2 separate regions of the Zea mays genome follow, and region 2 is linked to region 1. A link is a contact called in public Hi-C data. All regions are on one chromosome and are shown on one strand. Each heading gives the region's core, a stretch centred on a gene start, on an enhancer-like site or on the middle of the called end of the contact. The rest is flanking DNA. Distances are from core to core; before and after follow the strand shown.

Region 1 (2,700 bases), core at 28-2,527:
GGCGGTCTGGGTGCGGAGGACGGCGTTCTCGGCGTCCACGGCGAGGAGGCCCTGCGCGGTGAGGCCGAGCGCGGTGGCCACGTGCGCGTTCTCGCGGCGCAGGTGCGCCGCCTGCGCGGTCAGCTCGTCGAGGTGGCGCTGCTTGCGCATCCGCGACCGCCGCGCGGACTCGCGGTTGGACAGCATCCGCTTCGCGCGGCGCTGCTCCATGAGCGCGCGCAGCTCCTCCTCCGTGCCCGCCGCGGCGGCCAGGGCCGCCGTTGCCGCCGAGAGGGAGCCCGAGCTCCCGCTCCCGCTGGAGGAAGCCATTCTTGCAAGAGACAAAAGAGACAGAGCAGCTCTCTGCTTCTTGATCCCTGGCTCGCTTACTTACTAGAAGCACACACTACCACACCACACTAGCAGAGATCAAAGCCGTCTTTTTTCTCGGCCTCGAAATTTTCTTTCTTTCTTCTTCTTTCGTAACTTAATTGACACTAGTAATAAAGGTCTTTGCTAGCAGCAGTAGGGAAGTGCATGCAAGCTAAAGAAGGTTTAGGGAACGACTGAAACGGCGACGACGAAGGCAGAGACTGACACGGAGAGAAGAGGAGGACGGTAGATGCTACTAGATGGAAGGGAAAGAGGAGGAGGAGGAGTGGGAGAGAAGGGGCGTGGCTATGATGGGGGCGAGTAGTTCATGAGAAGACATAGAACCAGTAGAGGAAGACGACGGAGAAGGACTGGACCAGGTGGGTGCGGCGCCGGAGTGTGGAGTTGATCATAAACCCCGAGAGGAGGATCTCACTGATCACAGGCGACATCAATGAGGAACTCTAGGACGAACGGCAGCATGTGCTTCCCTCGCTGTTGGCTCCGATTGGCACTCCCAATCGGAGCAACCGGCCTGCGCGGCGGGTTTTGCGGCGGCGAGGCCGGAGGACACAGGTGGGGGAGGCCGGGAGGGTGCCGGCTGGCAAGGCGGGTGTGTGTCCGTGGACGGAGGCGGGGGTATGGCGATGGCGATCGGGCGGGGCTGGGTGGGTGGCTTTATAAAGCGGCCGGCCGGCCGGAGCTGACGAGCAGCGCGCCGCGCGCACCCGATTCGGTCGGTGGTGGTGGTGGTGGTGGCCGGTGGCTAGCTAGTGTAGGTGCTGTGCTGGGCTCCCCCCGCGCGCGCTCTCTCTCTGTCTGTCACTGTGCCTCTCGCTCCTCCTCCTCCTGCCCGTGGGAGAGATGCTGGCGCATCTGCGGCTGACGAAGGAAGATGTGAGGAAGGAGAGGGAGGGGGCCAGGGGGGGTTGGCGCAGCGGCGACGCGGGGATTTATAGCCGCTGGGAATGGAGAGGTGGGAATCAAAAGGCTGAAGAGAGAGAGGTTTGCTAGACGGGACGGCGGAATCCGTTTCCGAGGATGAGCAGAGGGAGTCGAACGGGAACGGGAATCGGGCCGGGACTCGGGATCCAGGCGTGTCGCTGTAGCAGCACAAGTGAACAACACAACAGCGAGATTCTGATTCCTGTTCCAGGACGATGATCGTGGTGGGCGGCGGGAAAGGCAGCCCCCGGTTGGCATGCAGTCGAGGTGCAGGTGTAGGTGCAGGTGCAGGTGAAGGTGCAGGCGCAGGCGGTGGTGAATGGTGATGGACTGATGGTGAGATCTAGAGACCGAGCATAGCAACGGCAGCAAAATGCAAAACCACCTCTCCTCCACCGCTTGGTCTATTATTTTTTTTTGAAAAAGGACACGGCAAGAGTATTGCCATGACCAAAAATTTATTAGAAAGAGACACTTACAAACACCGGAAAGGAAAAGAAAAAACAACACTAGGGTAGAGGAGGGCAAAGAAAAGAAAAGAAGCACTAGCAAAACAGCCCACTAGAAACCCAACACGTCACACAAACAAAACGCTAAAACGCTAAAACTAACTAGAAGCTCTTTACGGGTTGAAATCTTCTTTGACGAAGTTGGCCACTTCTCGCTCGCTCTTCTCAAGACCATGAAAGATTCTTTGATAGAAAAAACTACCACTTTGATCTTTTTTACACATCAAACACACTCGTACATGCACCTTTAGATCTTGTTCAGTTGCACATGGTTCAAAAGTGATTGAGAATGCATTCGGTTCTTAATGATTGGACCCGAACTCTTTTCCACGTGATCAAAGTTTATATAAATTAGAGAAATAAACCGGCTAAAAAAAGTTACATGTCTTTATTTTGGAAAAACGAAGGGCCCTAGAGAGGGTTAAATCTCCTTTATTACGAACATTTTTATTTGTTTAACTAAAGATACTTTATAATTATATGCTTCTTTCATTCTTTAAAAAATAAAAAAACATTTTCTTCTCATTTCCCCTTCCCCTGTAGTAATAAAAAAATGGTAGATGAGCGTTGCAGAAGCACTGAGATCGATAGATGCTGCCGACTGCCGTGCGCGTGCAGGGAGGACGCAGCGGTGCAGAGCTGGCCGTGCGCGCACGTGCGGACGCGGACGGCCAGCGTGACCGGTGACGGCGTTACATTCCTGCTCTGCCGTCAGCGGTCAGCTCCGTCCGTCCGGCAAAGCTCCCTCTGCAGTCTGCAAGGTCGGCGGGCCGGGCCTTGCGGCAGACTAATCCCGGCCGGGCGCCCCGCCGCGTGCCGCCATGATCGATCAGGCTGACGACGAAGACCGAGCTCCCGGCCGGTCCGGATGCAGCTAAAAAACCCTTTATATATA
Region 2 (2,700 bases), core at 104-2,603, 170 kb after region 1:
ACGCCTAGAGCGATGTGTCATATTTAGAATATGTACTATTGCAACTATATTATCCCCTAAGTCATATTTAAGGACATGTTATTTGCTTTGCACAACTATGTATAAATTATGGTGTAACATAGAAAATGATAGCACTCCAACCTCATCCATTCTCGTTATTCTAGATGAACAATGAGACATATATCTTGAAGAATATGCTTGAGTTATGAGGGATAACGACTTTGATAGATGTCATCGTCAGGGAGAGCGAATGCTTATATTGATCACAATCGTGAGACAATAAATGTCATATTCTATGCCCTGAAGGCGTGAGCTTGATGATTAATATGTGAACCTTTATGAAAGTTTCTATCAAATATAAAGATCCAGTCGATCGAACATCATCAGTCAAAGTGGCTTATTTATATTGATACGTGCACTTACCTCGTATATCCTAGAAGTGAGTAGAGGTAAAGTTCCTGAAATAGTCCTTGCAAGGATATGCAATCCGTTTGCTAAATCTTTATGTGCATATACTTACAGAAGATGTTTTGCCTTATTGATGCGGTTTTGCAAGTATCAGGGGGAGCACATTTCTAAAGTTAGCCCTTGTAGAAGATTCGATAGAATCTAGATCCCAGAGGATCAAAATCTGTCACGATGACAGCTGTTGTACTCTTTTCCCTTGGTGAGTTTTCTTGAAGTTTCTTACATGAGGTTTTTAACAAGGCAACAAAGTACAAATGCAATTTGTATCACCATGCACTCTTTCTCCACATTTTTTCCACTGGGTTTTTCGGAGTTTTAACGAGGCATGTGATGGTCGCGGTATTCGCCCAAGGGGGAGTGTTAAATAACCCTAGTTAGGATTATGTGGGCAAATACCGAGTTTGCCCCTAAGGGGTCTCACATCTCTATATAAGGAACATGTACACCACTTCATATTACAGAGAAGAGAAAGAGGACAGAGACCCAACACTATACCTTGTGTCTCGTGTGTTTCTATGTCGTGCTTATGGAAAGGGAAACGGGTCTTCTACAACTTCTCGCGTCTAATCTGCTGACGGGAGGAAAGGGAGTGGATCTTGTGATCCGTGGTAACATAGTTCTCATGAGCCGGGGCGTCGCGGAGATGACATCGAGAGAACGAATACAAATGTCTGTTGGATGATGGGCTTCTAAACATACAGATGGACAAAACCAAGAAAAATATCTGTGTGGGCTTTATCTCCAGAGAAAAAGGCCGGAAAACTGGTGAAATTTTGGGCTGCCAAACCAGCCCTAAGAAATGGAACTGATCAGCAGATCTTTTCCTGGTAGGTGATGCACGGAAGGGGGAGGGCCTTGTGGAGGCAAGGCAATGCTACCCTTGTTTCACCGTGACCAAACTCCTGTGTTGTGCTCACATGGACAGCACTATGACAAGGCTAAGGCCATTAAGCCGAGTGGGTCTGTCTGACAGGAATGGTGGCCTGTGGTCACCAAAGGGGCATCAAATATGGCTAGTGGTCTCATGATCTCTTTGCAATCCCTTGGATGTACGATTGCTTGTTTCGAGCTAGAAACAGTAACATATGTAGCAACTCCACACAGTGCAAAACAAAAAAGAAAACAGATGAGCAACTAATGGAAGGATTTTGTTAAGAGAAGCTGATTACGAAGGGCAGGGTCTTTATCTGTTCGGCTACAATTTAGAATTCCCTTGTCCTTTAAGCCTATAGGTGAAGGCTTCATATTGACCATGATATGCACACAAAAAATAAAATCAGAAAATCTCCATGGCTCCACCAATTGCTTAAGATATAATCCGATGTTAGCAATGATCACCCTAGTCTCTAAGATCCAAAGCGATAGGAGTTAACAAGTACGAGCGAATTTCCCAGAACAAAAGAATTGATTTCATCCCGTTTCAGTATTTCACTGCAACGGAAGTGGTAAAAGTAAATAGACCTCTTACCCCTCATTAGTAGGTTTTGATCTAGCTCTTCCTTTGGAACTTAACCTAACTGTAGCAGAAGGCTTGAAGTCTTTACTGCAGTATGTCGCACGACAAGCATATGTTATGTAGCGCACGTGAGCATCTTCCTTTTGTATCTTTTTCAACAACTTCTTAGCCGCCTTACGTCCCCCAGATGAAAGAAAAGCTTGATACATCCTGAAGAGGCATAAATGTAATAAATAACACATAAAGCAAAATCTTACACGGCTCCACGGTAAAAATCATCCATAAATGAACAATTATGCAGAAAATGCTTTATTAATTCTTGGCTTATGTAAAAGAATTCAACCTCAAGGAACTCAGCACGTTGTGTGGAAGACCAGCAGATTCGTATTCTGTCCAGATCTGTTGGGCACGTCGCAAATCCTTTGCTTTTACACATGCGCTGAGAAGAAAGTCAAGGCTTGTCCGAGAAACATTAAGTCCAAGCTCTTTGACAGCATCAAGAAACACCATTCCAAAATCCAAATTTGTGGTCTCCATGTCCCATATTTGGCAAAAAACCTTTAAAACCGTTCAATCAAGTAAGCGAAGCTACAATTATAAACCAAAAGAAGGGAAATATGTTTCGGAACATTTAATACACCCTTTAGAAAAATAATTCAGAGGGATCTGCATTACCAATAAACACAGCAGTACAATTAGATTGTTGACTAAAACATAAAAATGAGTATCACTCATAGTGTCAACATAATTCAAATGGAATCACTTCTCCAAACTAA

Evidence for each region. A called contact is a pair of places that touch in the nucleus more often than the background predicts.
Region 2: a contact with region 1 is called in a Hi-C map of ear, with 5 times the contacts expected there. The contact joins the enhancer-like site here to the promoter of LOC111274020 in region 1. A contact is called at or near these places in 12 of 25 Hi-C or Micro-C datasets (bundle sheath, ear, endosperm and 3 more).

The regions. Positions count from the first base shown.
Region 1 is chr5:76,973,806-76,976,505 of Zm-B73-REFERENCE-NAM-5.0, forward strand. LOC111274020 reads right to left here and starts at 1,278. Exons shown (of 1, transcript NM_001357151.1): 1 at 1-1,278. The coding sequence starts at 309.
Region 2 is chr5:77,141,153-77,143,852 of Zm-B73-REFERENCE-NAM-5.0, forward strand. It overlaps LOC103626578 (pentatricopeptide repeat-containing protein At4g04790, mitochondrial), which reads right to left. Exons shown (of 16, transcript XM_020538417.2): 15 at 2,268-2,482; 16 at 1,740-2,134. The coding sequence ends at 1,933. Among protein-coding and RNA genes, the nearest start is that of LOC103626578, 37 kb to the right of the region's middle. Within about 2 kb of position 1,354, at least 10 of the 20 cell types and tissues checked have an H3K27ac peak or open chromatin away from gene starts, as enhancers often do. A contact at or near this core is called in ear, leaf and seedling, where this site is marked.